Regions from separate parts of the Rattus norvegicus genome. Here region 1 is linked to region 2. The links are chromatin contacts, called in public Hi-C maps. All regions are on one chromosome and are shown on one strand. The core of a region is the stretch at or near the end of the contact, and the rest is flanking DNA. Distances in the headings are between cores, read along the strand shown. Region 1 has its middle 400 kb from the start of Ddi1. Region 2 holds the start of Pdgfd (platelet derived growth factor D).

The links. A called contact is a pair of places that touch in the nucleus more often than the background predicts.
Region 1: a contact with region 2 is called in a Hi-C map of psoas muscle, with 4 times the contacts expected there. The contact joins the enhancer-like site here to the promoter of Pdgfd in region 2. A contact is called at or near these places in 2 of 12 Hi-C or Micro-C datasets (Schwann cells and psoas muscle).

Annotation. Positions count from the first base shown.
Region 1 is chr8:12,276,427-12,282,187 of GRCr8, reverse strand. No RefSeq gene overlaps it. Among named protein-coding and RNA genes, the nearest start is that of Ddi1, 400 kb to the right of the region's middle. Within about 2 kb of position 3,862, at least 35 of the 93 cell types and tissues checked have an H3K27ac peak or open chromatin away from gene starts, as enhancers often do.
Region 2 is chr8:11,769,903-11,775,225 of GRCr8, reverse strand. It overlaps Pdgfd (platelet derived growth factor D), which reads right to left and starts at 1,718. Exons shown (of 7, transcript NM_023962.3): 1 at 1,386-1,718. The coding sequence starts at 1,509.

The sequences.
Region 1 (5,761 bases), core at 2,613-5,112, 500 kb before region 2:
ATTAAATATGATTTTATGAACTTCTAGAGGGTAGAGGTTATCTGAACTGGAGCTTTGGGAGAAGTGGATGGACTAAACAATTCCTGTCACCAGCAAGTTTGATGGAGCCTCCATGACTCAGACATTAGGCTCCTCGGGGAATTGTAGTATATAACACTTTCAGGAGCTCCTAGGTGAGGGGACGATGCAGGTGTGGAGGGTCCTGCAGCTGCATGGCTCTGGGGCTACTTTCATAGTTTACTACTCTCTTGCTCTGAAACGCCAGTCTATGGCTACTGATGTAGAGCCTTAAACTAACCCAAAGACCCCCAAGAGAGTGTATCTCCAGTTTTTTTCTGTTCTACTGACCAACTACTAGTGGACTGTAGACATTGCAACAAGGGTGTTTGTTGGTAAGGGGTGCCAAGGTTCTAGATGTATCTACAAGCTCATTTTAACATCCTTCAAAGGGTCATGGAGTACACTACATGTTTTTGCTTAGTTTCCAAAGAGGATCAGAACATCTAATTTACTAGAGTACAATTTTTAGGTTCTGGGCATTTTTGTTGAAGAATATTATCTGGTATTGGATCCCAGTTTATATGTGAAGTGATAAACTCTTCAAAGTATTAAAAAATAGCCACAGTTACTTTTCTAGGTATTTATTAGCATTTCCCCTCTCAATGAAGAGGAAATGTTGAGAAAAAGATTTTGAGGAGTCTTTGTTGTTTGTTTCAATGTAAGTAACTTGCATTAGAAAATCATACTAGAATAGTGTAACTAAGCACTGTGCCAAGATTTATGGTTCAAAGGAGCGTTTAAAACACTATTATTGGGAAGGAAACACATCACAGCATAGAAGTTAATTGTTTTTTAATAATGAAGAGAAAATTGTATTTGAAGAACTAATTGATGCCACTGTTTCTTTAGGCTGTGGATTCATCTGTTGGGTGGTTCTTACCTCACATTTTGGAGTTCCACATCATATCTCCTGTGCTGTGTACCTCTGAACACTTAGAACCGGAAAAGAACAAATAAACTCCAACAACAAGGTGAAATGAAAGCCGCCATTTTAAGTCCGAAAACAGCTAGAGACAAGGATGTCTGAGTGTTAGTGTTAGAAAATCACCATAGTATGGCAGTTCCTTGGAAAGCTGAGAACCCAGCTACCTCAAGACCCAGCTAGACCATTCTTGGGCATATACCTAACGGATGCTTTATCCTACCACAAAGACATCTGCTCAATTGTGTTCATTGTAGCTTTATTCATAAAAGCCAAAAAAGGAAACAACCTAGATATCCCTCAACAGAAGAATAGATAAAGAAAATGTGATATATTTGTACAATGAAGTATCACTCAGTTGTTAAAAAATGACATCATGAAATTCACAGGTAAATGTATGGAACTAGAAAAAAAAATCATCCTGAGTGAGGTTACCCAGACCCAGAAAGAGACATATGGTATGTATTCATTTATAAGGGGATATTACACATTAAGAAAATAATAACCAAACTACATTCCACATACCCAGGAAGATTAGCTAAAGAGAGGTAAATGAGGAATAAAGAGAGAGAAATAGATTAATGGGCAGACTGGGGGCAGATAGAAATGGGAGAGTGGATCAGGTAGTGGGGAAATGGATTAGAGGGAGAGAATTTGAGGAGAGACAGATGGAATTGAGGTACTTTTAGGGTGTGGGGTGGAAATTTAATACAATGGAAACTTCCTGGAATCTAGGAAGGTAATCCTGATGAGGACTCCTGGTCCTGGCGGTACCAAATCTCTACTGGCCTTCTGTTGTAGCCAGGTTAGTCTTCCAATGGTGGGACTGGAGAGTATTCCTTTGAGTTGCTGGTCAAGAGGGTCCCATGCAAATCCCCACACAACTCAGACTGTTGCTAAGACAATGACAACATGGCCTCTTTGCTGAGGACAACAGCTACACAAACATTGAACATGGAGAAGTCAAGGGGTTGCTTTCATTGAACCTTTATTTTTAGTCTTCTTGATGTGGGTAGATACTCCATGGGCTACCGAAAGAGAAAGGTGGACAACAACCCAGCCTCAAAAACCTTTGACCTACATTTGTCCTGCCTATAAAGTATGCTAGACCAATGGTGGTACAGAACTTTTAGCCAACCACTGTCTGACTGAATCTCAGACCCATTCCATGAGAGAGAACCACACCCAGCACTGCTTGAGCAACCAAGAACTAGAGATTAGATAGCCCAGAGGCCTACGGTAAAACCAAAAATGCCCAGAACCTAAAAATTGTACTCTAGTAAATTAGATGTTCTGATCCTCTTTGGAAACTAAGCAAAAACATGTCTAAAAAACAACCAGTAAAATGATTCCTAACGATATTATGCTATACTCATAGATCAATGACTTATCCATTTATCAGAAAGGCTTCCTTCAGCAGCAGATGGGAACAGGTACAGAGACCCACAGCCAGACGTTATTCAGAGATAGAGTCTAAATGTAGCAGTCTTTATCAAATTTCTTCCCTCAGTGCACAGGAAACCCTGTTCAAGATGAGGTGGAAATATTGTAAGAGCCAGAGCAGGTGGAGGACCCCAGGAGACCAAAGTCCTCTGAATCAACTAAACAAGGTGCATCTGAGCTCACAGAGACGGAAGCTGCAAGCACAAGGCCTACACAGGTCTGCACCAGGACATGTGTGTGTGTGTGTGTGTGTGTGTGTGTGTGTGTGTGTGTGTGCGTGTGTGTGTGCATGTGTGTGCATGTAGGTATTAGCTTACTGTTTTAAAGGGACTCTTGACTATGAGAATGAGTGAGTCTCTGCTTCTTGTGCCTGCTTTGAAGACCCCTTTTCTCCTGTTGGCTTGCTGTGTCCAACTTCAATATGATAATTTTTGTTTAATTTTATATTTTGATTTTGTAATGTTTAGCTGTTATTTTTAGAAGCCTGTTTTTTAATAATGAGAGACAGAAAGGGAGCGGATCTGGAGGGGAGGGGAGGTGGGAAGAAACCCGGAGGACTAAAGGGAGGGGAAACTAATCAGGATATATTGTATAAGAAAAGAATCTATTTTCAATAAAAGAAAAAAAATGGGGTCATAGTCATATTAGCGTGAGTAACAGATAAAACACGAAGACAAAGCCATTATAACAAAGACATGTGGGGAGCTGGATCATCGTGAGAACAGTACCAAGACACTCCTGGTTCAGCTACTATGTGCTCAAGTTAGCAGACATTGGTAACTGGAGATAAACTCAGGCTGAGTATTTAACTAAATGTTTAACCTGTAGACATAGTGCCTTTCAATATTCAGACTAACTTTATTGCACAGATGGGATTCATAGCTCCCCATTAATACTTTCAGTGGTATAAGCACAAAGAAGCCGGTGTGACCACTAAGGCTGTCAACACTCTCCAACAGTATTCTTACAGAGAGTTCTAGAAATATCCATCCTACACACTCAGATGCGTTGCTTAAAACTGATGCCTGGGCATGTAAATCCTGTTGGGTTTGTATCTGAAATGCTGCCCCCAGACTCGATACTACTGGGAGTTGAGGTGAGGGTTACAGCAATTCAAAGCTGACTAAGCATTTTAAAGCTGTAGACTACAAAATCGCAGGGAGGTGATATTGCTCTAGGAGATCCGAAGGCCCTCTTTGTCTGTTCATCATCTCTCCCCTGCACTACCACTGATGTAATCATTTAGATATCGTAGGACAATTCATTCATCTTTTGCTTTCATTTGTTTGCTTAAAAGCTACCAGTCAGATGTCAGTTGCCGTTACACAGAACCAACACCAGGAGGCGATCAAAGAACATCACACTAATGATACCAAGTCAGTTGGAGCTCAGCCGCCACCCAGAACAGCCTGCACTGGACCCAGCTGGCAGAAACCGTGGTCAGTGTAACTCACAACGTACAAAGAGGATTTTAAAGGGGATTGTACAGCACATGTGTTCAGTAGGATTATAATCATAACAGAGCTGTTGCCCAGTGCTGAAGGCTGAACAATGGCATCCCATAACTCTAAGAGACTGCACAGAACAGAGTCCAGAGAATTACCCTGCCTGGTGCAGTTCTGGTAATTTACAGGTGCCATGAGACTAGCTTCACTTCCTGAACACACGCAGTCTCAGGCACGCACGGCACGGATTGCATTCTTCTAGTGTAAGAAAGTCCCGAGACTCTCCAAATGCCAAGAATTCCTTAGACCAACGAACAAACGCTGTTTGTGACTATTGTGACTATATTCTTAGAAATAGTTCCTGTAACAAAGTACTTCTTGAAAGGAATGTGTGAGAAAAGAAATCCAGTCAATTTTTTAGAAGCTGTTCGGGGATCATGCCAAACATTGTTTGTGTTTGACTTTTAATGTTCAAGACGCAAGCAACTGGTCCTTTGGGACTCTATATTTCCGTTACTAAACACAGCTTCCCACTGCAGTTCCCCTGGGTATGAAGCAATTGTTCAGTTGATTTTCTGTTTCTCTTCATTGATAGACTTCCTCCAACACATCTTCTAGTATCATATTGTAGTACTGGAGGCAAGGACATATGGCTAAATATTATTAAAGCAAGTATCTGAGAGTGGATCCTGAGAATTTTGTACACAATTGTGTGTTTTGATAGATAATTTTCCATTTCAGCCCCAACTCTTTACACTGCCTATCCATTACTACTTCCCCTTTCCATGTACTCTTAAACAACAACAATGAATCCACTTTTACTTTAAATTTAATTCTCTAAATTAAGGGAATCCTTAAACAAAATGTTTTTGTCCCTAGATTGTCTTCATGTTAAAGGTCATTTGGAAAAAACCCACATTCATATTCTCTCTCTCTCTCTCTCTCTCTCTCTCTCTCTCTCTCTCTCCATATATATTTCTATTATGACATCAATTGTATCCTATACTGAAATGCAAACAAATGATAAATGAACCACTGAAATTTCATCAGCTAAACACAGCCATGTAACCATTCCCCATATTAAAACAAGCTCATCACTCCAAATCCCTTCTTTTATGATATGGTGCAAAACAAGCATGCGTTTATCACACTCACCAATGTTGTAGCCTGTCTTCTTCATATAGTGTTTGGAATGGTACTTCAATTGTACTGTGGTCTTTCTGGATGTGAGCTCTGATTTGGGGGCTGCAAATAACAGGGCCACCCTCATTGGAAAAATCTATTGAAAAAGAAGGTTTACATCCTCCCCCCACCGGGGTAGGGGCAGTGACTAGGCTGTTTCCACAATCCTTCCAGATAATTCAGGTACACCCAAAGCTTTGAAAATCCTTCCCTACCTTCTAAAGTCCTGCCTCCTTTTATAATTCTGTGTTCCTCTTTTAGCTTTTAAACGGTGTTAAAGCAGCCTGCTTACCAGTGGTGCACTCCTTGAATGCACTGCACTCCGGAGGCAGAAGCAGGAGTTTCCTTGTGAGTTTGATGCAGTTTGGTCTACAGAGTGACTTCTAAGACACGAATAGCTACATAGCCAGATCCTGTCTAGAATACAGCAAACCCAACCAACCAGCCAATCAAACAGACAGACAAACAAACAAACAAACAAACAATCAAACACTAGCGTTCTGTGTGTGCTGAGCTATGATATGTTAGTCTACAGTAGTGACAAGTTTACATTCTCTACTCTCCTAAGCTTTAAAGTTTATTTAGTAGCTATGCTGAGGCATGATTTACATAAAACTATTCAATGTGTCCTGATAGTTTTTTTTAGTGCATAGTCTGAAAATTGTTACTCCTTCCTAACAAGTTTTCAGGACAAAGCTGTTCCATTTCT
Region 2 (5,323 bases), core at 469-2,968:
CACCAGTGGAAGGGGAAGCCCTGGGTCCTGCTAAGACTGAACCCCCAGTGAACTAGTCTATGTGGGGAGGGCGGCAATGGTGGGAGGGTTGGGAGGGGAACACCCATAAGGAAGGGGAGGGGGGAGGGGGATGTTTGCCCGGAAACCGGGAAAGGGAATAACACTCGAAATGTATATAAGAAATACTCAAGTTAATAAAAAAAAATAAATATAGAAAGCATAGTGGTGGATTTCCCACCGCAGCCAGCTCTGCCCCCAACCCTTCCACTCCCCACCCCTCCACTGCCCATCCCTCTTCAGGTCAATTTCCAAGAAAGACACTGATTAGTGACTAAGGCGGCCACTATCTATTGCTAGTTCAACCAAGCCACTAAGAACAACTTGATGATGTCCTTGGTGGAGTAGTGATGTGGAAGAAAGTAAAGGCTCTGGGTACTTTAAGCAAGTAAGAGAGGATGAGCTTCATGTAGGAAAACAAAAGCCAAAAACCCCCTTGGGCCATTCCAGGTACCCCACTGCAAGGATCTTACAGCTGAGGGCCTAAGTCTCAGAAGTAAAGAAACTAAATTTGAAGTTTCAGGGGCCTATTTTTCCATGTGTCCTCCACAGGGTAGGAAAACAAGCCTGCTTGCTCAATTTCATTCTTAGGACAGTCATTTCAGGAGCTTGGGAAACTCCGTACAAAGGAAACCAACCAAAGAAGCCAGGTTCCCTGTGGTACAAGAACATTCCAGGAGCTCTGCCTCCCACACTCTAAGTTCTTGAGCCTTAATGAACTACAAGAGAAAGTCACTTGAGGGGCATAAAGTACAACATTGACTTCTTTTGAAAATAAACGGTGTATACAATGCCGGTCTGCTGCAAAAGTAACCACAATGTTGAAACGTGTCATCCTTACTCCCCTAACTAAAAGAAACAAAGAAATAAGAATTATGTCATCCAGTAAAGGACATTGGACTCCACTGCCCCACCACAATGCCTGTGTTTTAGGAGTGTCAGATTAGCCTGACCCACGAGGAGCACATCATGCAGCTTTCAAACCCTGGAAACACAGGCATTCTGGTATCAACTACTCCAGGACACACCTAAGGATAAGACTTGTAAGGGTGCAGGGGAGAAAGCCCTTTGGCCCATAGTACTGCCCCCAACGGCCCCCAGGACACTTCACACATTCTCTCCTACAGTTCTGGAAGGAGGGGCAATCTTAGTGGGGGGAGGGGGGGAGGAGGAAGAGGAGAATTCCCTCCCTGGGGATGCCTTCCGCCTGAGTTCATTTGAAAAATTAAAAAACGGAGGACGTGGGGGCGGGGTGAATGACCCAAAGAACCTTGACAATAGCAAATGTGACCTCTCCAATGATGAACACAAATCAAATGAGTGCTTACCATCTCTCCTGAGGTTGGCATTGCGCAAAGCTTTGATGGATGCGCTCTGCGGAGTCGCAAAAGTGTCCCGATAGCAGCAAAAGTTCGCACACACAAGAATGGAGACTAAGATGAGCCGGTGCATTTGGGATCTGTGACCTAGGGACACCGTCGCTCTAAAGATAGATAAATAAATAAATAAAGCCCACGGGGCTGGTACGGTGGAGGTCTACTGCACAGCCCGCGCCTTCCGCCTGCACTGTCCCGCGTGCCCAGCGCTGCCCAAGTCGCCCAGCTACTGGCCCAGCTCTCCCAAAACTTCCTGAATGCTGAACTTTCCAAGCGCGTGTGGGTGCCGCACTTCCTTGTGGCGCTGACTTGATCAATAGGGACTGGACAAACAACAGGTTGACGTGGGTTCGCCCCCCTCCGGTGGCCGGAGGCTGCAGCACAGGCTGCAGGGGGCGGGCGTCACAGCGTCTGGCTCAGCTGGGGAAGGGAGGCTGTATAGCCACTGTGCAGTGTGGCTGGGAGCAGGGATCCGGGAGTCCTGGCTCTGAATCCCAGCCAAAATAGCTCTGTCACAGAGCATGCCCAGTTTGAAGGTGGTCCAGATCCTTCTCATTTCCCAGGGTTTAATAGAAAAGACTAGAAGCAGGGCACAAAGTGGTCAGGAGTATTGAGAAGGAGGAGGATAGAACTTCTCTAGAGGTGAGTGGTTAAGTCCTTTGACAGCCCACTAAGTGCTGGCTTTGGTGGCTGGAATTTACTGAGGACTGTTTTTTATACTAGAACTCAAATCACTCTATTGAACAGCCTTCACTCCACCTTCCTAGGGAAGTGCAAACACAAAGAAGCCCATGCTGAGCTTGCCTTGAGGCCCCAGTCAGTAAGTCCTGAGTGACTGACAGGTGATTTCAACTGAAAAACAAGGCCAGTCATCTTTCCTAAGGCACACAGATGTATTTGTGACCTTTCCTACAGTAAGTACAGTAACAGACATCATCACGTTAAGTAAAATAACAAGATTCAGGAAGAGAAGCAGCAACTGTTCTCATGCCTTGAGGCAGAGGCAGAGGCAGAAGAGGGCTACACGGAGGGTCTTTGTCTCAAACAATAACAAAAAATAAACAAACAGAAATAAATTAGATGCAGTAGTAGTGGTGAATGCCTGTGATCTCAGTGTTTTGGAGGCGAAGGCAAGAGGATCAGGGTTCAAGGCCATCCTAAGCAGTATAGTGAACTTCCTTTCAAGGACAGCCTGGCTAAGTGCAGACCCTGTCTAACAAAGAAAAGAGAAAAGCAAAATCCTGTGAATATTATATGTTTTCTAGATTTTAAATATGTTCATAAAATAGAAGACATGAAGGACGGATATTTAGGCAGAGGTCAAGAACCAGTGGGGGGAAGGAAAGTCAGAAAGCACTTGACCCCAGAAACTCAGTGTCTTTAGGTCAAAGTACAAGTGGGATTTGCTTTGTGTGACTGTGGCAAGAATTCGATGAAATAATTTTAGACTGTGATTTTGTTTTGTAGATGAATCTGAATCAAACATACATATTTCCTCAACTATTGACATCAGTGACATTTTTAAAACAGAAATCCCAACATCATTTAGTGTACAGGACATACATGATACCCATTCATTAGAAGTGGCTGAAGAGGAAGGGGGCTATGACAATACAGACTATGGCTGTTCCTCTGCCACCCAGCACGGAAGAGGACACAGACGTGGGTCACTTCCTTTCTGAGTGAGTAAAATGGAATACGGTAGCTAAGAAAGTTCTCGATCAAGTTCATCGATGATGCTCTTGCTTTGTGCATATCATTGTTTTAGGGGTACATGCTATTTATGTGGCCTACAATTTAAAAAAATTGCAACCCTGAGGAAAAGAAAACTTTAAATACGTAACCTGCCCTGCAGTGGGTCGGCGCTCAGGAGCTGGTTCAGTCAGGGAGTACGGGAAGACCTGCACTATACCTGTGTATACAAGAAGCCTAGCTGTGTGGCTCACATTTGAAGCTCCAGTGCTGTGAAGAGCAAACAGCTTAGATGCCTGGGTTTTAACTAGTGTAAGGGGAAAGCTCATGATTCCGCCAGAGACACGGCTTCAAAAACTAAGGTGGGAAATGATAGAGGAATCTAGTGTTAGCTTTTGGGTTTCACACATGCGCACACATGGAGCCACCGTACAAACTTAAAAGCAAGCACAACTTTGCAGTTTCTCGTATATTTATTTAGCAAACACTAGGTTTTCTTTTGTTACATTCTCTGTTCTAAATACCTTGAAGGTGCAATAGCAATCCATTGAGACAAGTTTCTTAATCCCCTAAGTGTATAACCTAGTGAAGCAGAGAAATCTTAGCAAATGAATGTCTGCATTAATAAGAGTAGAGGGACCTGCGGCATAAGAGCAGGAGTAGAAGGCTTGCTGAAGCATCCAAGTCATCTTCTAGATGTAGTTGGAAATGTTGATTTTTTACTTAGGTTCAACCATGAGGATCTAGGAAGAATGAGAAAAATGTACAGTTGTTATGTAATTATTCCAAATACCAAAATGTTCAAATTTTTCGAAGACATCAGCAATCAACATGATTTTTAATAGCAATATATATCTAAATGCAGCAATAAGACACAAAATCAGGCACCTGCATCAAAGTGATTATTTTCAATCTTCTTTTGAGCATCACTTAATAATTAACTTTTACAAATTAGCCCAGTTATAGGCACTAAGGCGTGATTGTGCACACAGCAAATTTTACTAAAAGTATTTTAACAGTGAGGAAATTCTGGCATGAAGATAAGAGGGAAGATTATCTTGAAAATTATTTGCGTTTCAAACTAACTCAACAAAACACTAAATTAGTCACTGCTTTTAAATGCTTGTGGACAACCAAGAAGAGTGAACCAACACAATGAAATCAGGTTTATAAATATTTTTATTATGATTAATGACTCAAATCATCTCATCTGTATTTAGCCACTGCCCGGTGAAATTTATATAACTAAAGGGTACATGCATTGTTAAGAAAATGAAAGAAATAATAGCCTCTTATAATAGGTTTAGCCACAATGGTGTTTACCCCAAATGAATACTGTATCAGGAAGGGCTTGTAACATGGTTAAGTTTGGACATGACACTATTTTTATCCTGTGCCCTTTTCCTTTATAATAGGACCCAAGAAGGCTGTTTTCTGCTTCATTTTCAAACATTCTTGGCTTCTTTTGCTGCTTATAAAATCCTCAGTGGAGAAGGAATATGTGGCCTGGCCTTTTGAATACTTCTCAACTCTGCAAGTGGGTCACCCACCCTGTTCCCTTTTATTAAACTGAACTTCTGCCAATCTTTAAATTGTAACTTGTGCAGGACCATTCTCTTGACAATATTTGTCATTTTTATGATGACTACTCTGTTCAAAGAAGATCTCCTCTGTGGTTGACCTTTCACTCAATAGGTCTCAAAATAACTAACGGATCAAGGAAACCGCCTCCTGACTTCTATTCTGTCCTTTCTATAATACCTCCTAGAGGACTGCTTTTGGAATTCTGATTTTTTTTAACATATCCTCACAAATGGATTTCAATCCGTGCTATGTGTGCAGGCTCATTCAAGCCCACATCTCTTTGAATCCTTTTTGTTACAAACTCTGACTATATTCTATCCTAGACTCATTCTTGCACTGTGATAAAACATTCAGGACAATGGCTTAAGGGAGAAAGGATTTATTTACATCCAATTCTGCAGCACAGTTCATGACTCCAGGGAAGCAAACACAGGAGATCAAGTACTTAGTCACATCATGTGCACCCATGCTGCCCGCCTGCTTTCTTTCCTGAATATTTAGTTCTAACTAAGCTAGCTTTACTTATACATAGTCCAGAATCCCCTGGCCAGGAAGTGGTGCCCCCTATAGTGCCTGGGCCTTTAGGAAACCCCCTACAGATGTGACCTTACATT